Linked DNA regions of Mus musculus: all the other regions are linked to region 1. A link is a contact called in public Hi-C, HiChIP or PLAC-seq, Micro-C and promoter capture Hi-C data. All regions are on one chromosome and are shown on one strand. The core of a region is the stretch at or near the end of the contact, and the rest is flanking DNA. Distances in the headings are between cores, read along the strand shown.

Region 1 (3,182 bases), core at 436-2,935:
CTGGGAAAGCGCTGGAAAGGGCAAAGGGCTTATTGTTGATTTGTTTATTTGCTTTTAAGGGGGAAAGAGATGGCGATATGCTAGCGACTGGCGCACGCGGAGCGAGGGCACCGTGGAACCGCCGACGCTCAGGATCCCCGGACAATCCTGTGCCTTTGGCGGTGTGTGGAGCGCTCTCGACGTTAAAGCCCAGTAAATAGACGAAGGACTTGTTTCAATTTCAACTTCACAAGGATCCCTTTCTAATCACTCCTTTCTTCCCTGATTTTTTTTAATTAAAAAATACAGATCAAAGTAAATTTTCATCTCCTGGTATTTTTTTTTTTCTTAATGGGGTTGATACAGCTCCTGGAGGCAGTTACCCTTCACTTTCTCCCCAGAATCTTCTTCTAAAACCAAAATTTAATAGTAGCCTCGGTTTGCCAAATATGACCCTGCTAGTGATTCAACATCTCACAAAACCTTCAGTTCATAAACCAGGATACTAAAAAAACTATCAACCAAAGCCGTGGCGGGAAACCTTCTGAGTCCCCGGGGCCCAACTCCACTGCGTGTAAGGACCCCGCAATTCCCGAACCCTTTGGAGTATCGCAAGCTCCTCATTAGCCCTGCTGGCATGTCCGCACAGACACAGCATGGCAGAAGACCCGCACAGGTAGCCTTTCGGCATCCTGGCCACGGTCCGTCGAACCTTACACCCCTTCCCAGGGAGGGGAGAGTACCAGAAGGCAGAATGCATGGGTGCCCATGTCTAAGAAAATAGCTCCTGGAGATGGGAGCGAGTTCTGTACCTACAGTTCGCTAGCTCTCAGGGGCTGGGAGGGGGTGCGTTGGGGACAAGATTAGGTGACACCCCGCTCAAGGAAGCCTCTCTATCCCGGGTCGCGCTTTAGAGCAAAGCAGGACTACAGCCTCTTTTGCAAAGCTAGCTCTGGCTAGGTTCTCTCTCCTAATGAAGCAGTCCTCAGTCCCCCACTGGTGTTGAAACTTAGAGTTGACTCCCTCCTCTCCCACTCTTATAGTCTAAGTGGAAGCAAACCCACCAAACCCCACAGTTCTTCCCAATGACCTCTCTTCCAAGGCCTTCTCTCCTTCCCGCCTCTCCTGGCCCGCACCTCCCTAAAGTAGGTTGGATAGACGCAGTAACATATATGGAGGTGCCTTTTAGCCTCCATCATCCCACCTCCAACACTGTTGGAGAAGGAAGGAGGAATAGGCCAACTTTTGCCTCGGTTACAGCCTGAGCCCCATCCCCAGCTTCTACTACGGGTGCACCTCGAATCCTCAGAATAGCGCCCCTCTCCAGGTTGCCCTGCTCACCATTGGTTCCTGCAGAAGCGGGCTCGCCAGCAGCTGCTTCTGGGGACCTCTAGAAAGCTGCAATGAACCTGGTCGAGGGCCAGAGACTGGATCGCTGCAGGCTCCAAGACGGTTTAGACGAGAATCCCATCAGGGACGGAGACCAGATACTCAGGCTGGGTTGCAGCGCAGCGGCGTCTTAGGCTGGGGTCTCTCAGCTCGGATGCCGAACTCACCTAGCTTCCGGGCCAGGCCTCGCGCTCTTGCCTTCCCACCCTCCAGCACCACCCTCTCACATCTACTCCTTCCTTCTCTTTTCCCTCCCTCTCTTTCTTCCCTTCCTCCCCAGTCTTTCCCCCCAGCGGCCCCTCCCTTCTTCCCTCCTCCCTTAATCGCCTCCCCTTCTGGGGATGGGAGCCCCGCCCACATCCTCCCATCCAGCCACGGGGCCTCGCCTCGCCTGGCAAGGCCCGGGTCCGGAAGATTGCACAGCTCCCCAGCCCTCAGTTGCCACCTTGGCTGGGACCGATGCCTCCAGCTCGGGAAGCAGCCGGGGCTCACCTGGGGACCACGTGCAAGAGGTACTAGAAAGCATGCACCAACTAGTCTCTGTACCTTCCAAAAATACCCATGGGAGTCTGGGCTTCCCTGAGTTTAGAATAACTGCTGCCCAAACTGATGATTAAAACACTGAGTAATCACCATTTACCCCGAGTAATTAGAGATAATGAAACACCTCTAAAATCAGGTTATGGAGAAGGGAGCTGTTGGATTGGTTTAAAGGGTGGCCTTCCGTAAACTGTTAAAGGATTCCCAAACGTTGAAACAGGCTGTGAGCAGGGCTGTGTGCCCGAAGGAGATACCTCTTCAACTATTAGGAGGTGACTTTCCCCCCAAAAAAGTTTTTGTGAGATGTTTCTTGTGGACATTTGAGAATTGCACCAACCCCCCTTAAACTGGGTGCCCTCCATCGATCCCCCAGGTCTAACATTTCAAGTGCACAGAGGTAGTTTGCAGGCACTTGGCAGGCAAACAGGCCTAGGCCTTGTAAGACAATTAGAAAATCCTATTTATATCTCTGAAGCCTTCTTAACTGCCAGATGGTTATTTTGTTTGTTTGTTTGTTTGTTTGGGACCTTCCAGGAAGGTAACACAGTGCCTTTTAGGCCATGTAGAGAAAAAAACAAAGTGCCCTTTGGCCCCTTTTTAAAAGAAGGGAGATGAGGAATTGAGTCTTTCATAACAACAGTAAGAACAAGAGTTGGTAATCATGCTAGCTGGGAGGTGGAATGTGGCCGGCTTTTAAACCTTCCCAAACAGGAGCTAATTTCACACCCTGCCTCTGATGGAGCTGGGAAGGAACTATCAGCTTCATCTTTGTTTTTACAAACGAGGATGGGGAAGGTGAGCCAGGCTAAGAGTATTTGCCCAGAGCGCTGAAGGAAATCACAGCCTCTGCTAAAGGGAAAGCTGCAGGGAAGGGGTGAGGCCAGCAGCCCAGAGCTTCAGGTAGCTCTCAAAGGGCTGGAAGATAGCAATTTCCGGTTCTTGGTTTCTGGGGTGGGTGTTATACTCCCTTGTCACCACAAAGCAGTCTTGACCTAGGGCCGCTCATCTGACCTTTGTACTTACACACCTTCAGAATTTAAAAAAAAAAAAACAGGAACGAGTTCCTGTATTCTACTGGCCAGAGACAAAGGGTGAGAAGGAATGTCAGGTTGGAAGGAGTGTTAGAGGCTGAGCACAACATCCTGACCATCCCCAGCCTGGAGCACACTGTATGCCCCTGACTAAGTCCTTTCATTCCAATGGGTACCACCTCTCTCATCCAGAACAGAAAGATCAGCTCAGGTCTCCATGAGCCCTTTCTATTAGAAGACGAT
Region 2 (3,182 bases), core at 512-3,011, 490 kb after region 1:
TATTGGTGTATCTTTGGTTTTCTTTATCAATAACAACAACAGTCCATTGGGGTACGTCTAAAAACCTTGGCTGAGTTAGCACCGCGTGGTCCCATCTCTCAGTGTCTTCCCCATTTCCTGGCAGAAGTACTACCAAGGAATAGCTGGGGGTTGGGGGGGGGCGGGGACTCTATAAAGCTGTCCTGCTTCTTTGATAATAATAATTTAAAAAAAAATCAAAAGTCAAACACTGACTCCGGGACTAGTGTTTCCTAAATAGAGCAAACTATTCATCAAGTTATGCGGATACCTCCCCTAGGTGGTTAATAATGAACTTTAAAAACTTCACACACTCGGTTGTGATGGAAACATTGGCAAAACATTGTGCCTCCCCACAAGCCCTTTCACTACCCTAAGAGATGGGAGGTGTTGTCACACTGACAGGACCTACACGAGACAGACATGAAATCCGAGGAGCAGGGTAGAAGAAAGGATTGGAAATCCAGATGCTAGTGTGGGAGCTGAAAGGTGGAGGAATAAGGCCTTGGACACTTTACCTTTAAAACTGTGCTAGCTAGAGCAGGGCAGACCCACGTTTGCTTTTCCAGCTCTCGTTTATAAATGCTCCCAAGTCTCTGGAAAACAAATTCGAAGGCTCGGTGTTTCTTCTGAAACAGGCTGGATTTTGGCCAGTCCCTTTGTGACCGTTCGCATTAGAAGATGCAGAAATGTCTAGGCTTTAGGGTATTTTTAGTCAACCCTTCTTTTGGGTAATTGACCCATGCAAGCATTTTATAGTAGGCGACCTAGAGCTTCCAGCGACAAATCCCGGCCCAGCCTCTGGCCCCGCCCTCTGCAGGCACAGGTGAAAGCCGCGTCCCCCAAACTCCGTGGTGCTGACAGGTGGTCTCGCCACGCCTCCCCGTCGCCCAGGGCGCCTGGGGCCACAGCTCCAGGCCACAAGCCACAGCCGCGCGCCAAGCATAGCTTGAGATCAGGCTCCCGAAGTCCGCCTCCTCCTCTCGGGAAAGCGAGGCCTGAGGCGGGTATGGAGGACTGCAAAAATAAAGGGCATCCAGCGCCGGACTTGGGCTGAGGGTGATCGACCAGGCTCTGCTTGCTTCTCCTAGACAAGGGCCTCGTGGAGCACCGCGGCCAGACACATCTAGCCCTGCGCGTTGTGCCCTTCGCCGCCCTCTGCTACTTCATGCGTCCCAGACCCCAGGAATCCGTCCAAGCCCCCAGAGACAGTGACTCCGGGTGTTTACGGTCTACACCAGTCAGTCACCCACGGGACCAGTCAGCCACCCACAGGTCCCAGGCCAAAGGGTCACTGGACCTGGGGAGCCACATTCCCAAGGGCGAGCGGCGGGTGGCAGCACCGTTCTCGCTCCAGTCCAGCTCCGTTGGGATTCACTCCTGTCCCAGCTCCGGAGGCTCCGGTGCCCTGGCCGTTGTAGAACACGCGGGTGGCAGCCGAGAGGAATTCACCCGGACCCCTCCCCTTCCCCAAACTTCTGTGTTTCTCTACGCAGATCTTCCAATCTGCGCTCTTCCGCTCCTCCCACTTGGCTCCCTCCTCCTCTATGGCCCGGGCTTAGGAATCCGTCCCTCCCCCCAACCCGCCGCCCGCCGGGCCCGGGGATCCTCCCCCCCTCCCCCGACTCCCCCGCGTGCCGCCGCCGCCGCCCGGGTTCCTCTCCCCCCGCTCGGGCGCTCCCTGCCAAGCCCATGATGTAATGGTGTATGTTAATCAGTAGCATGTGGGGAGCTCCGGGCGGCTCAGTCCTTCGCGAGCCGACACTGGAGGCAGCAGTGGCGGCAGCGATAGCGCCCCGAACCCGCAGCGCTGCCCTCTCCGCGCGCCGCCAGCCCCGACGGCATGGCCCGCAGCCCGCGCTCCGAGCGCCCCCAACCCCACTGATTGCTGCTACGGCCCCGGACCCGCGCGCAGGGCCCCGAGCCGCAGGGATGAGCTGCGTGGAGGTGAGCGTCCCTTCTGCTGTCCCGGGCGAGGCACCCAGTGGTTCCTCCGACCCTTTCCCGGGGGCTTCGCTCTTCTACCCAGAAGTTCTGGGTGTCAGATGCTGGAAGCGAGCGGCCCCCAGAGGGTCCGGCGCTTAGTCTCTGCTCGCCTCGCCACGGGAGCTGAGATGGGACGATAGAGCCCCTAAACCTAACTTTTCTTCTTTGAGGTCCTTGGGGGGCGTGTGCGGAAGGGAGGAATCTGCATTTCCCTCGGGGTCCGCCCTGCCGCCTGGGAAAGCCGTGATACGGGCTCCCGCGGTCCCTGCGTAAGGCGTGCGCCCCCAACCGCATCGCCTTGGGCCTGGGACCGGAGGGCGAGGACACTCCGGCCCGCAGGCGGCGGCGGGGACCGGGGGCAGGATGCCTAAATCACACGCGCGCGCACACACATCTGATGGTCGTGGGTCAAGCAGGCCCAGGGAAACCTCCCGGGTGGGCTGGCGCGGCGCTGGGGAGTGAGGGCTCTGACTGAGCCGCGCCGAGCTTTGGATAGGGAGAGTTTATTTTTGTCTCGAGCTGTCGCTGCGGCTGCTCACGGCCTAAATCCAGAGGGGAGCCTGGCGGCGGAGATGCTGGCTGTTGCTGTAGATGGAGCTGCAGCCGTACGGCTGCTTCTCCGGGAGGAGGAGGAGGAGGGAGGAGGGAGGGAAGGAATAGGAGGGAAGGAATAGGAGGAGGAGGGAGGAGGAGGAGGAGGGGGAGGAGGAGGAGGAGGAGGAGGAGGAGGAGGAGGAGGAGGAGGAGGAGGAGGAGGAGGCTGGAACCCTGGTTGCCTCTGACACCGCCTCTGCTTTGCATTAGCCCCCACCCCACCCCCGCGCCCCTTCACAGCCGCATTGCAAGTTTTCAGCGCGGGGAGGATCTGTTGCTGGTGCTGGCGTTCGCAGACACAGCCCCAGAGGCCACTCCGGGTGGGGTGTGCAGGGAGCACTTGCGGGTCACAGCCGCAGCAACAGGAAGCCGCGGGGTCTCCTCCCGCACCTGGGAAGGAAGTGTGCAATAGCTCAGCTCGCGCATCCGAGTGTGGAGAGGCCGGCTGGAATTTAGGGGACTTCCCTTCGCGGGACACCCCTTCCCCCAGCCTTGGCTTCCACACACCCCCTACCGAGCTCCCTCTCACTCCCGGATCCCCCTAGACGCTCCAGTCCGCGTGCCGAGGTCTCACTGCAGCTTTT
Region 3 (3,182 bases), core at 246-2,745, 490 kb before region 1:
CTTTTAATAGTCTTTTGTTGTTGTTGTTTGCTTGTTTTGTTGTTCCTCTGCATGTTTAGTGCTTTGGTGATTATTTGCTGAGAGGAATTTCTATTTGGTGTTCTATACAATTCTTTTACCTTAATATGCAACTCCTTCTTTAGGCTAGGGACATTTTCTTTTATGATTTTGTTGAACTTATTTTCTGTATCTTTGACCTGCATTTCCTCTCCATCTTGTATTTTTTTTTTTTAACTTATAGATTTGGTCTCTCCACAGTGTCTCAGACTTCCTGGATCATTTGCACTAGAATTTTTTTAGATTTAACCCTTTCTTTGACAGAGGTATCTGATTTTTCTACCAGGGCCTAAGATCCTCTTTTTCATCTCGTGGGTTTTGTTGGTTAGGCTTGCCTCTGAGGCTCCTCTTTGTGTTCTTACACGTTTCCTTCCCAGGTTTCTCTCTGTCTGGGCTCTTTTTTTTTTATTGCATTCATTTCTACTTTCAGGTCTTGAACTGTTTTATTTACTTCCTTTCACTGCTTGCATTTTCACAGATTTCTTCATTTCCTTTTTGAGGACCTCTAGCGTCTTCATAAAGGCTGTTTTAAGACTTATTTCTTGGTCTCTAGCTATGTTGGGATTCTCAGGTCCTACTGTGACAGGATTGCTAGGGCCTACTGGAGATATTTTGTCTTGGATGTTATTGTTTTTCACACTGGCATCTAACATCTGGGCTTGGGAAGGTTATAAGTCTAAGTACAGATATCTGGTCTTTGTTGGGTGGGTGTTTTGTTCCTTGGTTTCTTTGCCCTTGTCTGGTCCTTAGGAGAGAGTTGTGGCTGTGTTGCTTGGTATGGAATTTTTCTGGGATCCTGACAAATGTAGCCACTGGAGGTACCACGCAATATGTATATTGGGAGCTGACACTCAGGGATGGGATGGGCTAGGAGGGATGGCCTGAGGATGTCCACAGGAGAGAGTAAATCAGGGTGTTCTATAAGGGCTTGCTTAGTCTCCCGGGAATGGGGACAGAGAGTGAGGAGAAGCCATAAGATGTCGTCGGCTACAGAGCAGGGGGTGAGGCTGGGGCACAGGATTTAGAGGAGAGGAGGGAGAGTGAGGATCTAAAGCTCTCCTATCTGCTTTGCCGGCCTACTTGCTTCTCTGTCAGGCTTGGCTGCTGTGCTCCCAGAGAAAGCCTGATGGAGCCAGGGCCTGGAATAACAGGATGGCTGGGAGGACGGTTAGAGGAGAAAATCTGAGTGCTCCACTCAAGATGGGAAGGAGGAGGCTGTAGCAGATAGTCTGCTACATAGATGGAGGTGAGACTGGGGGGATTGGATTTGGAGGAGGAGAAGGAGGGAAGATCTGCAATTAGGCTACCTGCTTCCCTGGCTGGAGGGACCTGTGGCTTCTCAGGAAATGCCTGTCAGCCTGGGGGTGGGCTTTTCAGGCAGGGTTTTTCATTCAACATAGAGCATGACAATTTGGCTAAGGTAATGGTTAGCCAGTGGGTTGCTAGGATCCACTTGTCTCTATTCCTGCAGCATTGGCCTTACAGACTCACACACAGCACCACACTTTTATGTGGGAGCTAGGGTCTGCAGTCAGGTCTTCCTGCTTACAAGGAAACCAACTTACCTCCCCAGCCTGTCTTGTGTGTTTCTTTAAGATTGGGGGACTGAGCTCATTTATGTTGTCTCTTGAGATCCAAACAATGAGAGAGGGAAATAAGTTGACCGCAGTCTGCCTTGGTAATGGTTCCTTTCATAGAGGATGGTCTCAAAAGTTTCTCAGAGCTCTAGCTGGCTCGGAGGGCCCACTGTCAGTGGAAAGTCTTGCAGTTGTTAGCTAGTGCTGTGGCCTAAGGCAAGCCATTTAACCTCTTGGTGTCTGGATTTCCTCATCTGTGAGCCATGGATAATAATACTTCCCTACATCCCAGGTGTGTTGGGGGCATTAATTAATGTTTGTCTATTGCTTGGGGATCTGAGATGAAAGGCTAGCGTTGTTACTGCCGGTTTGCTGCAGGCGAGACTAGATTATAGTCTTCCAGATGGGCTGCATATGGGAAGCGGTTTTAGCAGAAGATTTTTTTTTTTCCAAATGAAATGCAGGCTTTAAGGTTTGGGGGCACTTCAAAAGAAAAGGTGCTTATGGAACGTCATCCTCTCTCCCAGCTTCAGTGGCCTCAGGTTTTACATCACCTGAAGTCAGCAACCAGCATCCTGGGGTTCTAGATGCTAATTCACTCAGGAAGGCACACTACGATCCTTTCCTTTTCCCCAGTGACTTTTCCTCTGTGGAGAACAGCAATGATCGTATCAACAGGAGGAAGTTTATTGTTACATTGTTACAGAAAACTCTCAGTTCCTTGTGAGGAATACTTAGCATGTGGGGTCCATTGAACAAATTAGTCCCTTGTAAAGAGGATAAACAGTGACTGTTTTAACCACATTTGGACAAGCCAGGCAGGCAAGAGGTTTCAGCCTTTTCTATTTGCTTCACTGTTCCCACTCACACCGTAGTACCTCTACTCCATCCTCACCCCCCTATTCCTAACCCCAATCCCACCATCGGTTGAGTATTATTTTAAAAACAGCGTTTTTGTTAAAAAGTGCTAGTGTGTTCTTGAAAGCTTTTAAAGAACACTTTGAAGCAGGACTTCTGGGTAAGCAGACTTCGGAGGAGCTGGGCGCTTTCCAGCTCAGGAGGAAGAGGGTGGGAAAAGGCTCTCTTCCTTGAGCGCTAGGAACATTTTGATTTCTCCAAAACTGGAAAAAAATTGATACAATTTGAACATTTCTCAATTGGAAGAAATTACCTGTATCCAAGAACAAACAAGGACTTTCCTCCTAGAATACAGAAGAAAGCAAATGGTCACCCTAGCTAATTCAAAAAGTAGGGTGACTCTTCTTAGGGGTTAAATACATGGTGCTAAAAATCCATGAGAAATAATTGCCAGCGCATAGAGGCAGGGATGACAGTCAAGATTCTGCATTTGATTTTTGTTTACATAGATTTACTGAATATGTTCTTCGAATCAGGGAGTATTCTATGTACTGACAAATAAGCCATACAGCAGGTCCCTATTTTCATAGAGTTTATGTTTTGGAGTCAGAAGGCAGGACCATATAAAGAAACAATTGCAAAATTGGAGAGCTTGAGAGCGATTTAATCTGAGTATCTACAAAGGCCTGT
Region 4 (3,182 bases), core at 316-2,815, 430 kb after region 1:
CACGTATACAGCACAAAGCTGACTCCCACTTTATGCTCCAAACTATCGCACCCACACCAGTGCCATCCACATATGGCAGGAAATTTAAGATTTAGACAGGCTAGAAGCATCTTCTCCAAAGTCTTAAGTCATACAGGTAGTGGACCCAGGAAGCAACCCAGATATGCTGAACTCCAGCGCTTGCTCGCGCGCTCGCTCTTTCTCTCTCTCTCTCTCTCTCTCTCTCTCTCTCTCTCTCTCTCTCTCTCTCTCTCTCTCTCTCTCTCTCTCTCTCTCTCTCTCCACTACATAAGAACTGGGTTAGATTCAATATGAAGGAAATAAAGACTTACAAAGATAACTTCTAGACTTCTGGCTTTGTGTAAGGAACACAAACACACCTTTAGCCAAGTTGCAGAATTCCGGCTGAATGAAGACCAGATGTGTGGAGGAAGCTATGAGTTCTTTTTGGACAAACTGAGGAGCCTCTGTGGCTTCTGTGTGATGAAATTAACCAAAAAGTGGAATGTAACTGCTGGTTGGATCTCAGCTAAGGTCAGAGATAGGAACTCACAGGTCAACTCAACGTAGGTGGTTACTGAAGCCAGAAGTTCAGCAAAGAGAAAAACAATAGAAAATGAAGCCTTGGAATGGAGCCTAGGGCACTCACGGGCATAGTCCAAGGAATGGAGAAAGGAATCCAAGGGGAACAGATGCATCAGCAGAAATAGGAGGAAAGCCAGTTCTGAATCCCAAAAGCCAAGGGGGTTGGGGTAGGCAAAATTAAAGAGATGCCTCAAACACCAGTGTCAACACCCTGGAATGTAGCTGAAAGGTCAAAACGATGAAAAGCCACGAGTTCACTGGGTTCAATGACCGCGGTAAGATCTGCTAGACGGAAGTGGTCCCCAAGAGAGGATTTATAGATAAGTGTCTTCCTGTTGTTGTTTCCATGATACTTGGTCGTACTTAAAAAACACTTTGGGAAGGCTCCAGAAGGTCCTTGAGAGCACCTGACTTAATTCTCCACTTTGTCTTTATGCTTGGGGTCCATCGTCAAGGAGATCAGAAACCACTGCCCCAGACGCAGCAAAACTAAACCTCTGACAGTTGCTTAAAGGCAAAATCAGAGCCCTGGGTCACATGGGTTCCAACGGCCTGGACTGGAAGAATGTGGGTATCGGGAGCTATTCAGCCAGAAACAAGGGGGTGCAGGTAGAAAGAAGCCTGGGCGAAGCCGGAATGCAACCAGAACCCTGACACTCGCCTACAACGCCGGCCCTCAGGCCCAGCCCGTTTCCGCCGCGGGGACCACAAGGGTCCACGCGGAGGCCACGTTCCAACCGTCCGCCCGCAGCGCGGGGGTCTTCCGCGCTGCCGCTGGAAGTCGGGAACGGACTGCGAGTCCGTCCAACCCCGCGGTGCCTCCCTTCGCCGCCACTTACCATTTTCCTTCCGGTCGTCAGCGGCCCGTTGCCGTGCGATCTCTTGGGCCCCTTTAAGAATGGCTCGGCAGCCAACTCCCTTCCTGTTTCGGCTGGCGCACCGCTCAGCCTCCCCCACCTAAGGACGCGGCCGCCGTGGCCCGCACGTGACAGCGGACGGCGGGAGGCGAGGCCCAAAATTTGGCGAAATGCGGACGCGGGCGCCTCTGGTGCCTGTTAAGTAAGGATGCTGCGCCGTTACCAAGGAATGAGCCAGCCAAGCGGTGCGCAGATTCTTGGTGTCTTTAAATATTCTACAAGCCTTAACGGCAGGTATTTCGTGGTGCCAAACCTGAGCTAATGACTTGAGTGGTAAATGTGCGTGTCGATTACAGTTTACTTGCAGATTTAATGCTTTTCAAAGGTAGACGCGGCTTTCATCCTTGCACCTGTCCCAGGGCGCCATCCCTGACCCTGCCTGCTTTCCAGAACTTACTGAATAAATTTATTTTCCAAAATCTATTCATACTCACCAGTAAATGGTTACCAATGTTGATCATGTTGGCTTTTACTCTCAAGTTACAGCGAATTGAACTCTGAAACCCAGGTGCTCTTATTGTTTCAAAGTGTGACACTCAAAAAGTTACGACCTTTTAAATGTATTACTACTGGTATTCCATAACGGAGATAAACTTGCCTTTCTAAGAAACAGTATGAGGTACAAAAAAGACTATGTGGATGAAAGGATTGGCAACTTTACGAAAAATAAATATAAGAGATTTTTAAAACATTCTAATATTTGTATACTCTTTTGGTACTTCCTCCTTTGTCATCCATAACTATTATCCTCAAACGATTAGTAGAATTCTCTTTCAAAAATAAGAAAGGATGGGAGTTGGAGAGATGGCTCAGGGGTTGCGAGTACAGGTTGTTCTCTCCACCCTGGCCGGATCTCCAGAACCCACCAATATGGTAGTTGACAGTGTAACTCCAGCCCCAGGAAATCCAAAACACTCTCTGGCCTCCAGGGCCACTGCAGGCTTGTGGTGCAAGCAGGCAAAACACCCATACACACAAACTAATAATATAGTTTTTAAGAATAAGAAAGAAATTGGAAGGGAGGAAAGAAGAGAGAAATGCCAAGAGCAACTTTGATTTCTAAAAATAGAGTTTTGGATCTCCATATTAAACCCAGAGGTTTTCAGTGAGAGGCACCTTATGCAGTTTTGAATCTCTATAAGCATTTGTTTTAAATCCAGATATTGGTAATGGTAAATGGATTTCCTGTACACCACTCCTTAAGGAAGGTGGGACAAAGTGAACAGTAGGAAGGGAAAACCTTCTGCTGTGGATCTGTAGAAGCTGGGGAGGAAGGCTGGAGCACCTGCAGAGCCTTCCTTTCCCACTCTGGCCTTCTCCTCTAGCTTGAAATGGCAGAGGGAAGGATGTAGTCACTGGAGCATCAAAATAGGCAAGGTGTCAGAGAAAATCCTCTTCTCTGGGGAGAAGCCTGGAACTTGACTCTATTCCATCTTTAACACAATAGAGATCTCTTCAGTGGCAGAAGTGGCCTAATCTGTTTGCATAAGATAGCCCTGAAACCAGCATGTGACATGCAGGCGAATCTACACGGTCCTATAACAGTCCCCCTCCTCTGGTAAAACGAAGATGAGCATCTAGCAAGCCTGCAGAGCTAAGAGGCTGTGGGTTACCAAAGATTTTACCGACACAAGTTCATGGCTCGAGCCTTGAATCCCAGCGGTGGGAACTCTCTAGAAA
Region 5 (3,182 bases), core at 192-2,691, 400 kb after region 1:
AAAGGAGCCAGACACTCCACTTTCATTGGAAACAACAATGGGGCCAGCTCGAAAGCTATCCATCTTCCTGTTCTTCCTCCAAAGAGCAGAAGATGCTCTTCCAATCTTAGTTAAAACTAATGAGCGTTGTGTGAAGTAGCAGTTATTTCTGACAAAGTGAACACCGGACCCCAGCATTCCCCATCCACAGGCAAATAGGCTCTAAATACAATCACACTCCTTAGCAAGAAGGACCCTTGGTATCTATCTACCTACTTCGGAGACTTCTGCAACCATTTAATCTGCTGCCATTTAATCACGCACAGGATGGTGATGAAACCTGACTTAGTATTTACACGAGGTTGAACTCGCCCCATCATTCAAATTATGCCATTATTCCAGAAAGTACTGGGAGGATAGAAACAAATGAGCTCAACTTTTGAGAATTGCTGATCTCCCAGAGAGCTCTTTCAGTGGTGCTAAGCGGTAGAGACACTCAAAAGTCTGTCTCAATAGAACTGTCACCAGGGACAGAGCACAGTAAGAATGCACGTCCACCCTGCAAGGACATATGAGGAGCCAAAAGTTTCTGAGGATTTTCAAAATCAAATTAAAACTCCCTCTACTAAATCATGCAGCCCATACCACAGAGGTGGCTTGGGAGGCTGTCTCCTGAAAAAGCTCTCGCGATCCAAAGTATGACTTCAGGGGAAAACTCGGAGATGTGGCCAACGAAGTAATCAATCCAAGCTGCCTCAAAGTTCACCAGGAACTCGTCTCTCAACCACCGTGTTCTACTAGAAAATCGCCCATCGAGTGCTGCAAAGCAGAGTTGGAAATGGAGCTAAAGTAACTTATAATATCCGATTTTGGCCGTGCTCCGAGGAAGCCTTAAAAGGAAATCGGTAATTCAAGGATAAAAATTAGGAAAACTTCACGCCGAGAGTCACCGCTCGGTGCGCACTGGGCATCCATCGAGACGGGGGACGCGGACAAGCCGTGCGCGCGGGCCCGGCGTAGACACGGAGCCGCCCGCCTGCCCGCCCCGCCCAGCCCTGCTCGCGAATAGCGGAGCGCGGCCTGGGCCCGCACGCGGCGGCGTGGACACCGGGACCCCGCACGCCATGCCCTCCGGACCCCGGCCCGGGAGCGCGCAGCGTCCACGGCCCTAGCAGCCAGGCCACGTCCTGGCGCGCGCCGGCAGCTGGGGCCCCACGCAGCCCCGGGCCGGGAGCTGCAAGAGGCTGCGCCGTCGCTCGCCCTCTTTCCCCCTGCCCCGGCTACTCACGTGCCAGATGGCGAAGAAGATGAGCGCGGCGGTGAGCAGCAGCGCCAGCATATAGCAGAAGGCCGCGAAAGTGAACGCCATGGCCGGGGAGGAGCTGCCGGGCGCGCCGGGGCCAGCGGAGAAAGGCGGCGCACGGCCCTCTGGGTAAAACCATTCACTTCCCCCGGCCTCAGCCTCCACTGCCGCCGCGGCCTCCTCCCGGCGCGCTTGCGCAGAGGGCCGCCCGCGCGAGCACCCCCTGATGGTCGGAGTTTGCGTGGCTCTTCTGTTGTCTGCACAGTTGATTTTGTCCTTCATTCTGTAGTTTACTCTTTGGATAGCCATTAAATGAATGTCTAGCTTGTTCCAGAGACTAGTCTTGTGTTTGAAATGCAAAAGTAGATTTTAAAAGTGCCTGTATTGAAAGGATTTAATCTACTTCCAGGAACGAGCGACTAAACAATGTTGTTATAACGCTGTAAACTGGTACTTGTGCATGCTATGAAAGGTCACCCGGCCCTCCTGGAAGCTAATCTGAGGCTTCTATGATAAGTGCAGGAAAAGAGAAGGGAGTGCTGGCGATACAGGAAATCGGCTCAAATGAGCAAAGGGCAGAGGTGGAAAGGGAAAAAGGAAAGGAAAACGTTGTGTCTTGGGTGCAACCAGCAATGGATCTGTTAGTGGAACTTGGGTGACAGAGGTCTAAGACCTCAAACCACAGAGTAGCAAAATACGCTCAGTTCAGGAGCTCAGGCTTACACCCAGACCCCCGGCTTTTCAAACTTTATTGCTTATCACAAGATTTCAAAGATTTTGTTTTTCTCAGTGTAACCCTGTAACATAAAGACCACAGATTAGAAAGGTAGTGGTGGTGAAAAAAAAAATCAAAAACAAAGTAAAATTTCTACAAAACAGTTTTATTTTTAATGCTGGCTGCAATCTGAGAAACCAGTTCATCATCTACTAGATGCTGATGATGGAAGAAAAACTCTTCAAGGCTTTTAAGCAAGAAAGACACGATAAATTTGTGTTGAAATGTGCTCACTGGAGCAAACGGAATAGAATGTTTTAGAGGGCTATGTCCAGCCTGTCTGAGACTTTCTGCATTGGTAGACATTTGCTCTTGTGGAATACAGCCACTGGCTACTTGTGGATACAAGGTGGCTAAGATGGCTAAGGAATTGAACTTTAAATTCTGCATCACTCTAGTGGATTAACATTTATTTTAAAGTTACATTCATTGTGTGAGCACACATCCACTGTTTGGTGGTGAGTGGAAGAAACTCTGAGGCAGTGAGGGTCTGGGAGAATGTGTGCTATTTGGCTTGGGCACTAAATCCTCAGAGTCATGGGAAAATGGCAAATGCCACTACACCCCAGGCTCAAGGAAATAGCAAAACCTTTCTCTAGTCTGTGTGGATTTCCATCTCTACCATAGCCCCACCCTATTCACTGCCTGAAGACTGCTCCCTGCAGAGACTGCACCTACTAAGATTTATTAAATCTGCCTCCTGGTTCACTGAACGCAGTAACCCCTTGTACTGGCTAGTTTTCTGTCAACTTGACACAGCTGGAGTTATCACAGAGAAAGGAGTTTCAGTTGGGGAAAATGTCTTCACGAGATATCCAGCTGTAAGGCATTTTCTCAATTAGTGATCAAGGGGGAGAGGCCCCTTGTGGGTGGGGCCATCTCTGGGCTGGTAGTCTTGGATTCTATAAGAGAGCAGGCTGAGCAAGCCAGGGGAAGTAAGCCAGTAAAGAACATCCCTCCATGGCCTCTGCATCAGCTCCTGCTTCCTGACCTGCTTGAGTTCCAGTGCTGACTTCCTTGGTGGTGAGCAACAGTATGGAAGTGTAAGCTGAATAAATCCTTCCCTCTCCAACTTGCTTCTTGGTCATGATGTTTGTGCAGGAATAGAAACCCTGACTAAGACAC
Region 6 (3,182 bases), core at 226-2,725, 370 kb after region 1:
GCATCAGCTCCTGCTTCCAAGTTCCTGCCCTGTGTGAATTCCTATCTTGACTTCCTTCAATAATGAACAGCAATGTGCAAGTGTAAGCTAAATTAACCCTTTCTTCCCCCACTTGCTTTTTGGTCATGGTGTTTCGTTGCAGCAAGAGAAACCCTAACTAAGACATGCATTGACCTGGCTAAGCCAGGTGCTCAGATATTTAGAAAAACACTATTGTGAATATTAGGGGATGTAATTTACATTTAAGTTGGTAGACTTTGGGTAAAGCAGATTGTCTTCCAAGTTGGAAGCCTGGATATTACAAAAGCTAAGATTCTCTTAACACAAGGAGGATTCTTTAGCTTATGGTTTTCACAGTTAATTTACAGCACAGACTCTTCCTGGCCCCCACAACACTCTGCCTTTGAACTTGAACTTTGATCTGATCTTCTGAGTCAACAGCCACTAACCTCTCACTAGATTTTGAACTCACCAGCATTCCGAAGTCATTTCTTTTACACACACACACACACACACACACACACACACACACACACACACACAACTTCTATTTCTCCGAAGGATCGTGACTAATGCTATTTCTAAGTCAAATCGTGCTGTCTTCTTTCCCTAACTACTAGCCCTGTGCCCACTGACTTTGACATAAGGGTAAAAGAGGAAACTTCTGCTTTTCTCAAATTCCATGATACTATTGCTCCAGGTGACTTTCTTTCCCAAAGCCAGCTAAATGAAGACTGAAAATGGAAGGTGGGGGGGGGGGGGCAGGGGAGTTAATGGAGAGAAGATTCACCAATAAAGAGCGTGTCCTCTCAGAGAGGACCCTAGTTCAGTTCCTTGCGCCCATGTAGCAGGCTCAGAACAGTCTTATATTGGCGCTGATTAAGCCTGACAAGGTCGACCCCACCCCCAACCCCCATATCATTTTATCTCCTTTTCATACAATATTAGCACATTCCTACTTGGTGAACAGGAAGACTGATCTACACATTAACTTATGTACATCCTGGAACATCCAGAACATACAGAACATCCAATGTCAAGTATGCCTATGCTCTTTATTTAGTATTCTCCAAAGTATCTACATGACTAGATATGACAGCAATGTCAGTTTTCCCAGGGACACCTCCTATGCAAGGCTCTCCTCCACCAATTACCACGCCCTGAAAGTTAAAACAATTTAAAAGAAAATGCTCCCTATCCTGGTATCATTCAGAAATTAAGTCCAGAAAGTCTCCAAAGCGCTGGACTTGTGAGGAACCACTTCGCCTCGCTCCGCCTCTCGCCACGTCCACGCCCTCAACTGGCGGAGGGGCGGAGCCCTCCAAGCCAATCCCCTTTCTTCCGGGCCCTCCTTCCGCGCGTCTTTCAAAGACTTCCTCTGAACCAATGAGTAGTCAGAGGCTGAGCAAGGCCCCGGAGTAAGAAACAGAGCGAGGATATGATTGGTTTCTGGAACGCCCCGCGCCACCTCCTACGTGGGCGGACCAATGGACTGACGGGGGCGGGCTCTTCGCGGGCGGTGTCCTAAAGGCTGCGAGGGCGGCGGCACTGGTTACGGCGAGTGGCGACCCGCGATGAAGCCGGTGAGTGGGGCTGTCCGGGACCCGAAGGATCCTCGCCACGGGGCCAGACGCTGGACCGCCTCGGCTGCGTTGCTGGGCGGCCAGCGGTGCGATTCGCACAGTAACCGCCCTGCGCGTCGGGGAGGCTGAGTGGCAGATCTGTGGCACTGCGGTTCGCTGCCCACCTGAGGGGCCTCACGACGACCCTGCCAGAGAGGGCCAAGCCATTCAGCTTGACAGCTCAGATGCAGAGGCTGTCACGGCCGGGGTTGTGGGTGGCTTGATGCCTCAGATGCAGAGGCTGTAACGACCCCGTTTGTGAGTGACATCACGATAGCCACCCTCCCTCAGAAAGCTCAGGGCACTGCGTCTTGTTTCCTGCAGGTCAGAATCCCTGGGCCTGAGGAAGGCAGGGACGTCTAAGCCTGTTAGCATTTATCCACAGCAGGCTGAGAGGGGTGGAGTGAAAAGTCACACAAGCTTAAAATCTGGTTTTATAGGAGAAAGAAAAGGGGTCTTAGCCATGACTTGGAAGCCCCACCTGACATATCGTTTCTACCTCATAGCTGACACTCCACTTAAAGGCTTCATTTGGGTTCCGTTGTGTTTTATACCAAAGAGCAATCCAAAGAAACCGCAATCTATAATTTCAGCCAGTTATCACCTGTTCCTCCAGCAAGACCTTTCTAGAAGAGCTTGAAAGCCAAGCAGTCAGGTGGTTACTCTTGCAAGTCTTGTGTCCACTGTGTCAGCTGCCTACCGACTGCATTGTTGCCAGAGGAAGAGTGAGCTATCTGACCTCTGGTATAGAGGAACTGAACACACGTAGAGCTCGCTATTTCCTCCTCTCTTGAGATCTACCTCCTCTGGCAAGCACAAGTGAGTCCTCTGTAGTCCACTGCTGCCTGGGAAGGGGTAGATCTGGATGGATGTGGGAATCACACAGCCGCAGTCTACTTTCTCCTTTTGACATTCTTTAAAACTAATATTTTTGTATACACGTGTTGTTCAAATGTCTGATCTCAGATGGTTCCAATTAGGGAGTGGAAAGGGTTTTTTGTTTGTTTGTTTGTTTGTTTTTGTTTTTGTTTTAGAAAGGGGATGAGCAGTGTCCACTGGCTTTGTCTCTTCTGGGTCATCTCTACTGAATACACAATCCTCCACCCTTCCACCCATATTGTGTTTTCTTTTGAGCCAGCCTGGCCATGTATACCACTGCTCTAGAACTTGTGCCTCAGTCTCCCCAATGCTGACATCAAAGCTTTGCACCATCATACCTGCCTTAGCTCTTGAATTTTCACACTGACTGCTTTAACTTCCTAGTCTACCTACAAACCTGCAGGTTCTTCCTTCAGAGCTTAGCTCAATGGTCTCTAAGAAACCCTTCCCTGTTCCCTAAATGCTCAGTCATTCCTTCCACTCTACAGCACATGGTTTCTGCTAGTTTAACACCTTTGCCATCCTGTAACCTTGCACACCGCTGTCTCTCTAGCTGTGTTGAAGGTAGACAGCATATCACAGGGTCTTCAGGTCTTCAGAGCACAAACATCAGAGGGTCTAAGGAATGTCTGAGATGGAATGGGCAAATGGTACTTCAGAATTGAGGAAAGCTGATAGAGG
Region 7 (3,182 bases), core at 300-2,799, 270 kb after region 1:
TGGCCTGCATTAAAAATAATAATAATAATAATAATAATAATAATAATAATAATAATAAAGAATGATCTTGGCTGCATACCAATCAAGCTTTGCTATGGACACTGGAATCTGGATCTCATGTTATACTTCATGAAGTAGTGTCCTTTTGATTATTTTTAGACCATTTAAAACTACAACTTGATAATTTTACATACCTGTCACCCAGCGCTTAGAAGACTGGGGAGGAAAGATTGTGAGTTTCAAGCCAACCTGGGCTACATGGGGAGTTCTAGGCCAGCCTGGACTACAGAAAGAGACCTAGTCTCAAAACAACCTTCCCACCAAAAACTTTAAGTAATAAAGTTAAGTGATAAATAGCATTCTTAATTCCTTGGGCCACACAACAGCACAGGTAATGTTCACTCAGATTTGATCTGCTGGTGGTAGTTTGGTGACTCCTGAAATAATAAGCCAAGAATGGGTCTCGTCCAGGAAAGCGACCTGAGAGCCCAGAACAGGATGAGAGCATAGAATCATCTATGCAAAGAAAAAAAGGAGTGAAGATGCCAGGTGGAGAGAAGTCCCTGGAAGGAAGAAATGAACTGGATTCATTTACATAAAAAGTAGGAATGGACAGGGTGTTGAACGGAGAGCCAAAGAGAAGAAAGAGAAGCATCTGAGACCCGAGGTGTGGGCTCTCAGCATCGGCACTGAGCAGTGACACCACCTCCACCAGCAGCCACAGGGCTGGGCTGTCCAGGAGGTATAAGGGGACATGAGGCTGGAACCTGCACTGTTCTTTGCTAGAAGGTGTGACCATCACTAAAGATGGAAACTTTGAAGCAGACTATCTCTCCTCCCCAATGAGTGTGAAGCCTTCTGCCTGAGGGCTTCCCACTATGGCTTCCGATTTATGGTCAGGTCTTTGGAGGAAACTCTTTTTCTGACTTTTTTGGGCCTAGTGTCTGTGGATGTCTTTATTGTTCCAAGCCAGTCACTCTTACACTGCAGGAAACAGAGTCTGAAAACCACCGCAGACATAGCTCACTACATGAGCTGAGATTTTTACATGCTCTTAAAACAGCGGCAGCTTGAGGCTTCACAACTTCTGTTGCTATTTGTTAGTTTGTTTGTAACTGACCCTTGCTATACAGCCTGTGCTGGCCCAGAACTCATCATGATTCTCCTGCCTTAGCTTCCCAAGTGCTGAGATTACAGATGTAGGTCACCATACCCTGTTCTAGGGCTTAGAGTTCTGAGGGTTGTGGACTGACTGATGCCTCAGTTGTAATGATCATCTTGGTACTTACATATGGATACTGTCATCATCTAATCTCATTAAATCTACATTTTCAGAGGTCTTCTGACACTCTCTATTCAAAAGGAAATGGCCATTTCCCCACCAACCACATGCTATGATAACTGGAAATGTCATTAAAAACTAAAACTGGCCTGTCCTCCCTCTTCCAGCCTCTGGAAGAAGAGAGTAAAGGAGAGTGCACCTTGGTGAAAAGATGCCGGCTCTGTAAGCTACAGTTTTGCTCCTTTGGCCTCTGGGCCCTATACAGCCTTTGGTCTTCAGTCAATTCCTGCTCTTAGAGAAGCTACCTTCACCTGTATTTTACCCCTTACATATGGATTTTTACTTTGTCAATTAGTATTGCTTGCACAGAATGAAAGCACGGAATTACTTCTCCACCCTCCATATCCCCAACTGGGGGGCAAAGCAACTCAGCAATTCTCAAGTCCTGGCAGCATCAGAGGTGCATCTGCTACCAATTACCAGCCCCCCACCCTGCTTCTCACCACCCTTAGCTTTAAAATGGCTAACTGATTTTTTTTCCCCTCTCATCTTGTAAAAACACATGCACACACCAGCACACATGTGTTCTCGAGCTGAAATCACAAGTGCCAAGGTTCAGCCCAGAGAGCATGTTTATGGTTGGTTATACATCCCCTGAAATAGAGGCTCCAAATGGAAACGCTGACAGGTCATTAACTGTAACAGCACAAACTGGGGCACCGTTTTCCATGCTGCCTCCATTTTGTTTGTCAGCAGAATTTCCAGGCTCAGAGTCTGGTGGGAGTGTATAAGCTGTGCCCCACTGTTTGAGGCAAATTTGAGGGCAAGAGGACAAAGTGACTCAGGACACACAGAGCCCTCAAGGACAGGTTACTCTGGAATTCATGAAGTTAATAGAGATTGCAGAATTCTCAGGGTGGAAAAAGCACTGTATACTAGAAGCCTACATGCCTGTGGGCTGCTCATTTCCAAGCTGAATTTCTCCTTGCCCTAAGTATGACTTTTGCTGATATGAAAAAGTAGTTTGAGGGCTGGGGAGATGGTTCAGTAGGTAAATCTCTTGCTGTGCAAGCTTGAGGCCTGAGATCAGACTCACAACACCCCACAGAGGCCAGGTGTGGCAGCATGCAACCATGACCTCGAAGCTGGGAAGCAGAGACAGGAAGATCCTGACAGCAGGCTAGCCAGCCAGACTAACCAAAATGGCAAACTCCAAGTTCAATGTCAGATCGTGTCTCAGAAAATTCAGTAGAGAACAATAAAGGAAGACTCCTAACATTGGAAACTGGCTTCCATGTGCACATGCACTGCACAAGTACACATGTGCACACATGCATATAACACACATACACACATACACACACGCACACACACACACACACACACACACACACACACACACACACACACAAGAAAAGGAGCGTTGGCAGCTAGCAAGTTGGCACCATTCTCTGCCAGGCCTTTATGACTTATGATCTTTTTGTATGTGAGAGGAGTTGCACATATATGTATGGGATTCATATGTGTGCAGGTGAATGTAGAGGGGTACATGTATGTTCATGTATGTGGAGATCAGAGGACAACACTGAGTGTCATTTCTTGGGTGTCTTCCACCCTTTCCTTTGAGACAAGACTTGGAACTTCATCAAGTAGGCTGCAGGAAACGGCCAATGAGCTTCGGAGATCTGTCAGCTTGTCTCAGCATTTCTGGGATTACAAGGGCAAACACTAGCTCACCTGGCCTATTCCACAGGTTCTAGGGATGAAACTCAGATTTCTTGCCCCGGCAAAGCAAGCACCTCGATGACTAAACCATCTCTCTGGCAATGTGCAACTGGGTAAGAACCACTCACTGCTCATGCTGGTCCTTCACCTCACAGAGAAGGAACGTGAGACGCGG

Evidence for each region. Promoter capture Hi-C pulls out the DNA fragments that hold promoters and counts their contacts. Hi-C and Micro-C count contacts between places; a contact is called where the count stands out from the background. HiChIP or PLAC-seq counts read pairs in DNA pulled down with a chosen protein or histone mark.
Region 2: a contact with region 1 is called in a Micro-C map of embryonic stem cells, with 4 times the contacts expected there. The contact joins the promoter of Samd4 here to the promoter of Bmp4 in region 1. A contact is called at or near these places in 1 of 39 promoter capture datasets (embryonic stem cells), 6 of 484 Hi-C or Micro-C datasets (embryonic stem cells and uterus), 3 of 115 datasets of contacts at active chromatin or transcription factors (embryonic stem cells and pancreatic cancer cells) and 1 of 9 other capture datasets (adipose tissue).
Region 3: a contact with region 1 is called in a promoter capture Hi-C map of liver, with 4 times the contacts expected there. The contact joins the enhancer-like site here to the promoter of Bmp4 in region 1. A contact is called at or near these places in 10 of 39 promoter capture datasets (the 3T3-L1 cell line, cranial neural crest, frontonasal cranial neural crest and 5 more), 4 of 115 datasets of contacts at active chromatin or transcription factors (craniofacial prominence, embryonic forebrain, embryonic limb bud and 1 more) and 3 of 9 other capture datasets (adipose tissue, liver and pancreatic islet).
Region 4: a contact with region 1 is called in a Hi-C map of muscle stem cells, with 2.2 times the contacts expected there. The contact joins the promoter of Gmfb here to the promoter of Bmp4 in region 1. A contact is called at or near these places in 3 of 484 Hi-C or Micro-C datasets (embryonic fibroblasts, embryonic stem cells and muscle stem cells) and 1 of 9 other capture datasets (adipose tissue).
Region 5: a Micro-C map of embryonic stem cells shows a contact between it and region 1, with 4 times the contacts expected there. The contact joins the promoter of Cnih1 here to the promoter of Bmp4 in region 1. A contact is called at or near these places in 2 of 39 promoter capture datasets (embryonic stem cells and stem cell-derived epiblast-like cells) and 1 of 484 Hi-C or Micro-C datasets (embryonic stem cells).
Region 6: a contact with region 1 is called in a promoter capture Hi-C map of epiblast stem cells, with 6 times the contacts expected there. The contact joins the promoter of Cdkn3 here to the promoter of Bmp4 in region 1. A contact is called at or near these places in 9 of 39 promoter capture datasets (the 3T3-L1 cell line, cranial neural crest, embryonic stem cells and 4 more), 1 of 484 Hi-C or Micro-C datasets (muscle stem cells), 6 of 115 datasets of contacts at active chromatin or transcription factors (embryonic stem cells, fetal liver, large pre-B cells and 1 more) and 2 of 9 other capture datasets (adipose tissue and embryonic stem cells).
Region 7: an H3K4me3 HiChIP or PLAC-seq map of embryonic limb bud shows a contact between it and region 1, with 3 times the contacts expected there. The contact joins the enhancer-like site here to the promoter of Bmp4 in region 1. A contact is called at or near these places in 8 of 39 promoter capture datasets (the 3T3-L1 cell line, cranial neural crest, frontonasal cranial neural crest and 3 more), 2 of 484 Hi-C or Micro-C datasets (both in nephron progenitors), 6 of 115 datasets of contacts at active chromatin or transcription factors (cardiomyocytes, embryonic limb bud, embryonic stem cells and 2 more) and 2 of 9 other capture datasets (adipose tissue and pancreatic islet).

What each region holds. Positions count from the first base shown.
Region 1 is chr14:46,388,984-46,392,165 of GRCm38.p6, forward strand. It overlaps Bmp4 (bone morphogenetic protein 4), which reads right to left and starts at 1,686. Exons shown (of 4, transcript NM_007554.3): 1 at 1,321-1,686. It overlaps Gm15222 (predicted gene 15222), which reads left to right. Exons shown (of 1, transcript NR_166856.1): 1 at 1-299. RefSeq lists promoters at 1-1,318, 1,369-3,182, 1,369-2,775.
Region 2 is chr14:46,881,204-46,884,385 of GRCm38.p6, forward strand. Samd4 (sterile alpha motif domain containing 4) reads left to right here and starts at 1,762. Exons shown (of 13, transcript NM_001037221.2): 1 at 1,762-1,965. Gm34934 (a long non-coding RNA gene) reads right to left here and starts at 1,596. Exons shown (of 2, transcript XR_383407.3): 1 at 537-1,596.
Region 3 is chr14:45,899,911-45,903,092 of GRCm38.p6, forward strand. No RefSeq gene overlaps it. Among named protein-coding and RNA genes, the nearest start is that of A530076I17Rik, 230 kb to the left of the region's middle. Within about 2 kb of position 1,496, at least 4 of the 459 cell types and tissues checked have an H3K27ac peak or open chromatin away from gene starts, as enhancers often do.
Region 4 is chr14:46,820,677-46,823,858 of GRCm38.p6, forward strand. Gmfb (glia maturation factor, beta) reads right to left here and starts at 1,566. Exons shown (of 7, transcript NM_022023.2): 1 at 1,425-1,566. The coding sequence starts at 1,427.
Region 5 is chr14:46,786,916-46,790,097 of GRCm38.p6, forward strand. It overlaps Cnih1 (cornichon family AMPA receptor auxiliary protein 1), which reads right to left and starts at 1,442. Exons shown (of 5, transcript NM_009919.2): 1 at 1,268-1,442. The coding sequence starts at 1,348.
Region 6 is chr14:46,759,066-46,762,247 of GRCm38.p6, forward strand. Cdkn3 (cyclin-dependent kinase inhibitor 3) reads left to right here and starts at 1,476. Exons shown (of 8, transcript NM_001360041.1): 1 at 1,476-1,583. The coding sequence starts at 1,575.
Region 7 is chr14:46,657,707-46,660,888 of GRCm38.p6, forward strand. All of the region lies in intron 1 of D330046F09Rik (RIKEN cDNA D330046F09 gene), which reads right to left. Among named protein-coding and RNA genes, the nearest start is that of D330046F09Rik, 14 kb to the right of the region's middle. Within about 2 kb of position 1,550, at least 13 of the 459 cell types and tissues checked have an H3K27ac peak or open chromatin away from gene starts, as enhancers often do. A contact at or near this core is called in embryonic limb bud, where this site is marked.